Linked DNA regions of Mus musculus: all the other regions are linked to region 2. The links are chromatin contacts, called in public promoter capture Hi-C maps. All regions are on one chromosome and are shown on one strand. The core of a region is the stretch at or near the end of the contact, and the rest is flanking DNA. Distances in the headings are between cores, read along the strand shown.

Region 1 (2,700 bases), core at 11-2,510, 920 kb after region 2:
CCTGGGAGCAAGCAAGCATGCCGATACATCCTCCTACCCAGGGTGTAAGTGTGAAGCCTGTTGCACCCTGCTCTCAATCTCAGGCCCAGACTCCCCATTTCTTGTCTGCCCTTCATTCCCAGACCCCAGAACTCCACTGAGCCCAGGAGTAGCTCCAAACCTGTTTTTCCAGCAGTTTTCCAATGACTCATCTTCCCCTGTTTGCCAACTCTTCTGTCACCGCCCTGTCACGGAGTCCCAAGTTCTGTTCCCAAGGCTCAGAACCACCCTCCTATCCCTCTGCCCACTCATTCTCCCTATGTCTGATGTATTCAGGGAAGAGGGGCTGGAGCTGTACGGGCCTTTCCAAGGAAGCAGGGACCCTGAATTTCAGGCCTTTCCTGTGGCCTTCCAGGTGCCATAAGCAAATCCAGGGGAGGCAGATATTACCTAGCAACACAGGGGAAGGCTTGGGACAGAGCTGGACCTTCTCCAGGGGCTCTTATCCAAGTGACTTCCAGATTCCAGGTCCTGCCAAGTCCAAAACCTGCCTCAAGAAGAACCACATGAAAGTTCTAAGGACACTTGTCCGCTGACCCCAACAAGTAGCCATAGCTTTGCTTCACTTGATCTGGGATCTTCATAGCCCTAACCTGGCCATACCCAGCACACACAGAGACTCACTTCTCTCTCCTGACCCCACAGTCACCTCCACAAGGACCATTTGTTTCCCCTGGGGTTGGGTCCTTGATCCAAGTCCCCACTGGGTCAACGATGCACTGAGCCCAGAGCAGAAGAAGGTGCTCTGCGCCTCCCAACCTGTAGGTATTGAGACTTCCAGCATAGGCTGTGACTGAAAGAGTTACCCAGTGGTGATTAGATGCCGAGAGTAACAGACAGAAACAGAAAGGCAAAGACAAGGTGACCCAGGTACAGGCACGCAATCCACAAGGAAACGGAGAGCCAGAGAGAGCGGCAGAGACAACAGCAGGAGGGATGGAGACTCAACAGCATCCAGTGTCTGGAGCAAGAACCAGAATGGTCTGCCAGGCTTCTGACCACAGCCAACCCTGCTCAGGAAGGCTGCGGGGCTGAGGGGACCAGGCACTCCAGTCCCTCCAGGTGGCAGAAGCCAAGCCTGTACTGAGGGCATGGGGCCAGGAAGGGTGGGGTGGACCTGATTTGCATGCTGCTTTCTGGCCTGCCCTCGATCCTCCCACAGCTCCTGTCTCATCTATAAGATCTGGGGAGAGAAAGGGTCCCCAGTGCTTCCAGATGATGTTTAGGATGAAGACAGCTCTGCTCGTCCTCCTTGTCTTGGCTGTGGCCACTAGCCCAGGTGAGCGGCTGCACTTGGGGGCTGGGAAGGGGTGGATAGCTTTGTCTAGATGCTAGACACTCATCCCTAGGCAGGCTGGGCTTGACAGAATGTCATCAAATGAGGGAAGATGGAATTTAGGCTCGGAGAACGCTAGGGGTGCTTGGCTCTTAACATTTAAAACAAAATGAGTTTGATATCTTAACTCACCGGATCTTAAAATCACACTATTTCAGAATCAGGCAATTTTTGCACTAACTCTTAGAAAAGGGGCATTTTGAGAGAGAGGAGAGCTGGAGATATCTTGAGAGGTTTCCCTTACTGCCTTTGCCACCTCTTATCTGTCCTGGGCAACACTAGGGTGGTCAAGTCCCTCTTTCTCCGGGCTCTTCAGAATTCAGACCTTTGGTGTGGAGGACACTTAGCAAAGACCAGGAATCTCCTGAGGTTCTTGAAAAGTCTCTCTTCTCCGTACTCCCTCTGCTTTCTCACCTCTGCCCAGGGGTGGCACTGACTAGAATGTCCTCTCTAGGGCTTTAAGGAATATCTAGACACCCTCTGAGCCAAACACAGGCACGAGCTTTGTGGCATCTGGGGCAGAGGTTAGGGTGACAAATTCCGAAGGCTCTGGTTGGGGCAAAGACCTTTACTTGACTGACTCAATAACCCTCATCCTTCAGCCTGGGCACTTCGATGTCACGTGTGCACCAACAGTGCCAACTGTAAGAACCCTCAGGTCTGCCCGTCCAACTTCTACTTCTGCAAAACCGTCACCTCAGGTGAGTGGCAGCCCAAGTCCCTCAGGGCCAAGAGATCAGCCCTAGGCTTGATCCTGGGAATGGGCCAGTCGTGGTGAAAGTGGTGGTCAAGAGTGGGTGATGCTCGGTGGGAGCCAGGGTACACTAAGTCAGGCCTGATGCCCTTTTCCTTTCTGTGTGCAGTGGAGCCTCTGAATGGGAACCTGGTGAGGAAAGAGTGTGCAAACTCATGCACCTCCGACTACAGCCAGCAGGGCCATGTCAGCAGTGGTTCCGAGGTCACACAATGCTGCCAGACTGACCTATGCAACGAGAGGCTGGTCAGCGCTGCACCTGGACATGCCCTGCTCAGCAGTGTCACCCTGGGCCTGGCAACGAGCCTCAGCCTGCTCACTGTTATGGCTCTCTGCCTGTAATGTACTGCTTGGAATTTCCCTTGCCCCTTCCCTTCTAGTCGTCAGTGTCCCCACGGCCCATGCTTTAGCCATGATGGAGGCACCAGGCGCTAAGGCTGGGGGATACCCTTCAAGGCTGGGGCTGGGTCTTGGTGGGCACCAAGAGCTGATGACATATATAGCACAGTGCCTCCCCCAGGACAGGAAGATGTGGCTTGTGTCCCAGCATGGAAGATGGGGGACAGACATG
Region 2 (2,700 bases), core at 23-2,522:
TCTGCCTCGCTCTTATCAGACTTTCTGGAGGAGGTGCTGGAGGAGGCTGAGATTCAGAGAAATTAAACTTGTCTAGTAAAGAGCAGATGGTGGACTCCCACAGGCAGACACAGGCCATTGTAGCCCATCAAGTTGAGGAAAGCGACGTGAAAACGCTTGTATGTTACTCGTAATGAGATGGTTGCATTGAGTTTGTATTGAAGTCAAATGCCCCTGCTTATCCTGAATTGTGGCTTCTACACAATGAAGCCCTCCCCACCCTCCAGCTCTCTGTTGGCGGCTACGACGTGTGAGTGGACACTGCTGTCACAGAACAGCCTTATGACGGACTTTGGGCTCAGGAGGTCTGACTGTCAGCTCCAGCATTCATCATCATCTACCTGAAATTCTTCCTCAAGCCTGGTCTCAGTTGCAAACAGGGCTCCTTTTACCTGCTATGAGGATATGAACGCTGTGAGGCCATGCTCCCCAACTGTCACAACTCCAGCTGGTCTTCAAGGGTACAAGGGTCCTGGACAGCCAGCTACAGACCTGGAATGCCCAAAGTCTTGCTGGTCTGTTGATCATACTCAGCAAACTTTTTGTAGTACTGGCCGTGTCCAGCAGGGGGCCCACTAGCCTCTCCCCGGCTCTGTTCCTGCCTCGGGCCGCTAGATGTCAGTAGGAATCCAGTGAGTTGGTAACCGTGGGCGGGACCTACAGGATAGGCTAGCTCTTTCTTGCTGGTCTCCGTCTCATTTTTTACCTTTCCTGTTCACCACTTTCTTGCAGGCCTGTGTGCTGTTTCAGTGGAAATACCAAGGCTGCCTGCTGCTGGCTCGGGGAGCAGCTGTCCGCGGATTAGGAGATTTTTGTTGCTTGGTACAAATGTCTTGAGATCTTGGTACACATGTCTTCAGATCTGAATGTGTTGAAGGGGGGAGCCTATGGCTTATGGCCCTGGTCTCTTGGCGGCGAGCCTAGGCAACAGCAGTTTTTGCAGGACTTCCAGTGCTGTTGGTCAGTCGCCTAGAGGAAGTTGCTTTGAGCAGGGCAGCTGGTGTCTGCAACTGCGTCCTCCTGGAGGTGTGGGTACTCGGTGTTTTGCCACTTAGATGGGTAGATAGGGCCCTCTGACCAAGTGTGTCTACTCATGACTTCCTCAGGTTGCCATGGCAGGTAGAAGCGCTGGGAGAGGGGCAATGCTCGGCCCTGGCTGGGGACGCCTTCCCAAGGTGGGCGGGCAGGGCGGGACTCCTGGACGTGTGGGGGCGGAGCTCTGTCAGAAGGGCGTGGCCTCGGAAAGCGGGCAGAGCCCACGCATGCACGCACACGCATGCTGCTGCTGTGGCTCAGAGCCCTGTGCCGGCGTTTCCAGCATGTCCCCTGCCGCGTCCCTTCCTGTCAGGTGTCCCGGGTCGCGAAGGCGAACAGAGCCGGGTAAGGCGGGTGGGACGGAGCTCAGGCGAGACAGGGCTCAGTGACTTGCCTAATCCTGCTCCTGTGCCGGGCCACACCGGACACATTGGGAAAAATCGGTCACCCATGTAATTGGGTCTGGGCCTCCAGGCTGCCGCGTTTGGTTTGGAGGAGGTCCCTTTGGAGTGTGGTTCCCAGATTCCCTGATTGGTCTCAGGCCCACTCCACGATTCTTACACTCTTTGTCACGTGGCCTTAGCTTTCAATACCTACCTTACGTCACCAGCCTGCCCCGAGGGACTTCCTAGGGGTTGGGATGGCTGTCCAGGCTGAGATTATATGTGAGATTCTGATTTTTCAACCTTTCCCTCGTGTACTGAGGTTCCCGGAAGCGCCCAGCTCTGGGTTGTGGGATTGTTGCTCACAGCACTTGGGGAGCGGGGATGTCCTGGTCTAATCGCCCGAGTGGTGGGTGGGTTCACAGCGAAGACAGCCCTTCCAGGGCCAGCCATTACAGCTGACCTGCTGACCTGCTTTTGATAGCTCAGCCCCGGACTGGGGCAGCTAAGCTCTTAGGCTCTAGAAATTCCAGGGGAAAGACAGGGCTGTCCTGACTCTCCAAATGGGGCTGAGTTGTGGCCTCTAGGAGAAGACACAGGGCTTCACAGCAGGACATCGGGGTAACTTCCTTGATACTCTTCTCCAGTGGGACAAAGGAATGTCACCCACGCCACGCCACGCCACAGTAGTTGTTTATAGCCCCAATCTCAGTGTCCTTGTCTGTGAAATGGGGATGGCCGTAGACTTCGCCTAGCAGTTTGGGTAATGAGCTTGCCGCTCAGTGTAGGTTCTGAGGTGCTTGTCCACATTTTATGACATCGAATTGGGCTGAATGTTGGAGGAAAGCTGCCTGAGTCGTGTCACGAAGCACTTCTGCATGCAGCCACCGAACTGTTCCCCACCTAGACCCACATGAGAAGCGGAATGGGATTTAAACCCCTATCTCTGGGAACCTTTGGCCACCACTTTTCTCTTTTTCCCTCCTGCATGGTTCATGGGACACCTCTCACCCCTCACACCCCTCAGGCATCCAAGTTCTGGCTACTTTGCAAGAGCTGCTCTGTTTATGAAGCCCGGCCCGCTCCTTACTTTCTGAGGGCACACCTGGAATTGTTTACTGGCTCAGGACATGGTCCCTTGTCCCCTGACCTCCCCACCTATGCTCACTTTCAGGCATTGTAGCTCCACCACACCTGGTCCCTTCTTTGCAGGAAGAGCGAGAAAGGCCCTTTAAAAAACTAT
Region 3 (2,700 bases), core at 59-2,558, 780 kb after region 2:
GCCCCTTCCCCTGAGTGCCCAAGGCTTCCTGTCTTTCCTCCCTGCCATCTCTTCATCTCTGATCTTTTCCTGTGTCTTTGACATTGTACCTTCCCCCACTGAATTCAAATCCATGACCAGAATTAGGGCTGAGGCAGGGGATGGGGGTGAGGTACGTGGGTCTGAAGAGCTCTGATGAGCGGAAACCAAAGTTTTCTTAGAAACAGAGGTCAGAGTTTGAGGGTCTCATACTTACCCTAACTCAGAGAAGCCCACAGGTCCCATTCTACAAAGAGGGTCTGTTGTAAACGGAGAGATTCAGCAAACACCACAGCCTTGAGAGTTAAAGGACATGTGTGATTTAGAAAGCAGGAAGGTCAAACAGAAAAGGTCAAATCTCTTTCTCCAGAGTGGCTAAAGGGGTAGGACTCAAACACAGGAAATATTAAAAAATGAACCTGCCAGCTCTCTACATGGTCCAACCACACTCTTGGGCTCCTGCCACCGCCGCCAACTCTTTGGAGCTAGCCCCCACAGCATCTGGCTCACTTTTCCCGGGAGCTACTAGTTCCATCTCTGCTATAATCTCCTGTAACAAGCGGTCCCACACTCCAGTAACCAAATAGATCTGCCATCCTTGAGGTTTGATAACACAATACCCAGTAACCTGGTAAAATCAAGACTCTTAAGCTTAAAGCTAACCAATTGGATTTATATATCAATAATATCACAATTTACAAGGTGCCAATACAATAATGTCAGAGGCAACTGATAATGATAAAAGCTTTATCCCAATATTTCTAACCTTGTGAAATCATAGCTACTTGTGGCTGGTAATCACCATGGGGGTTCACGTCCACATCCACGTCCACAACCACAGTTCTTCTTTCCCTGCTCTGAGATGCTCTCTCTGTGTCTCTCTCTGTCTCTCTTTCTCTGTATCTCTCTCTCTTTCTCTCTCTTAGCTCTACCTCCCCATTTCCCTGTCCAACTACAGGCCTCCTCTGCACTAATGTAATTGGACAGGGAAAATCCTGCGACAAGGTGACGTGCTCTAGGCATGTTGCTGCCTCACTAAGCTACAACCTCAGGGAAAATACTTTCTTAAAACAAAAACAGCCAAGGCCAACAAGTGAGAACAAGTAGGAATAGCCATATCCAAACCCAAGATCTGTGTAGAGAGCGGCATAGGGATGGATGATAAATGGACAGAAAACAGTGGAGCGAGCAAATGGGTTGGTATTTTGTGGGACCAATCAGGAGGTGCTTGACTGTTTCTGCTTCAGATAAACAGATCAAGTGATCCAGAGAGTAAAGGCGTTGCTAAGCAACGCAGTCTGGCCTCCAGGCTGTTTGCAGCTGTTACAGTGATGTCGAGAGGTTATTATGCCACAGGAGAAATGCTTGTGTGAACATGGACAAGTGGGCTGGAGAGGTTTCTCAGTGGTTAGAGCACTGGCTGCTCTTCCAGGGGATCTGATTTTAATTCCCACTATCCACATAGCAGCTCACAATGCCTGTAACTCCAGTCCCAGGGGATCTGACATTCTCTGGTGGCCTGCTCAGCCATCAGGCACACACAGGGTACACAGACATACATGAAGGGAAAAAACTCATATATATAAAATAAAAATTTTTTTAAAAAAGGTTTTAAAATGTGGACAAAGAGCTGGGCATATAGCCCAGTTGGCAGCATGAATAAAGACATAGGTCCAATCTCCAGCATCCGATGAAACAGTCTGATGCAGCATACCCATAATCGCAGCATTTGGGATGTAGAGGCAGGAAGATCAGTTCAAGGTTATCCTTGGTAACTTAGGGAGTTTGAGACCAGCCTTGGCTATGTGAGACTCCGTCACAAACAAACAAACAAACAAACAAACACAACAAACCTGAAAAAAATGTGCACACGGAGAAGAAGTATTTGTGCTAAAACTTCCTGGAGTAGAAGAGGAAAGCCTGGGTTATCACAAAGGACAGGAGGTCTGTGTGTAGTTTATAGACACTTGACTTTCTTTAAAAAAAACAATCTTTTTATGTAACTGCGGCTAAGCTTGTGATCCTCTTGATTTAGCCTAAGGATGGAATTATAAATACATCACTGGTTTCTCACTTTTTTTAAAAAAAAAAGTGGGGGTTGTGTTCATGTATTGAATGGATGCATATTATGCAACCAGTTGTTTGATGGGTATTTGTGGAATGTCCATCTTGGACTGGCCTAACTAGAAAGGTCAATCCAGTGTTCTAGACCCTCTGTCTAGTTCATGTGGATCTTTGTTCTGGCCACTTCTTTGCTGGCTAGAGAGCCTCCCAGTAATGTCCCATGGCACCTCAGTCCCCAACCCCAGAGCTACTGGCCACTCCTACTAAAACAGCAGTACTGAGACACAACTTTCTATTTTCCAGTACAGCCCTAGGCAGACCTTTGTGACAACCTTAAGCATAGTAGGACCATAGTGCTGGTAACCTCGCTCTTCTTTCTAGGCTGGGCACTTCCTAGGCTGCAAGACACTCCAGGGTCCATCTTTGAAGGTAGAAATGAGTCTCCTTGAAGCTGTTCTCCTGGAGGCTGCAGAATGAGCTCATGTTATTGAAATTACCAGAGAGAGTGGAAGCAGGTGGGTAAAGAAGGAAGTGAGGGGCATGGGATGGCAGCTCCTGGCAGAAAAGACATAGAAGCATGGACCCTGATGATCAGAGGCAGCGGCGGGCAGGGCAGTC

What was found. Promoter capture Hi-C pulls out the DNA fragments that hold promoters and counts their contacts.
Region 1: a promoter capture Hi-C map of hippocampal neurons shows a contact between it and region 2, with 4 times the contacts expected there. A contact is called at or near these places in 5 of 39 promoter capture datasets (the 3T3-L1 cell line, embryonic stem cells, hippocampal neurons and 2 more), 4 of 484 Hi-C or Micro-C datasets (B cells, the N1E-115 cell line, cerebellum and 1 more) and 5 of 130 datasets of targeted methods (embryonic stem cells, large pre-B cells, microglia and 2 more).
Region 3: a promoter capture Hi-C map of hippocampal neurons shows a contact between it and region 2, with 3 times the contacts expected there. A contact is called at or near these places in 1 of 39 promoter capture datasets (hippocampal neurons), 1 of 130 datasets of targeted methods (embryonic stem cells) and 1 of 9 other capture datasets (embryonic stem cells).

The regions. Positions count from the first base shown.
Region 1 is chr15:74,762,127-74,764,826 of GRCm38.p6, reverse strand. It overlaps Ly6d (lymphocyte antigen 6 complex, locus D), which reads left to right and starts at 1,260. Exons shown (of 3, transcript NM_010742.1): 1 at 1,260-1,318; 2 at 1,978-2,076; 3 at 2,239-2,700. The coding sequence starts at 1,267. The coding sequence ends at 2,471.
Region 2 is chr15:75,677,372-75,680,071 of GRCm38.p6, reverse strand. Top1mt (DNA topoisomerase 1, mitochondrial) reads left to right here and starts at 1,272. Exons shown (of 14, transcript NM_028404.3): 1 at 1,272-1,419. The coding sequence starts at 1,316.
Region 3 is chr15:74,901,014-74,903,713 of GRCm38.p6, reverse strand. No RefSeq gene overlaps it. Among named protein-coding and RNA genes, the nearest start is that of Ly6m, 21 kb to the right of the region's middle.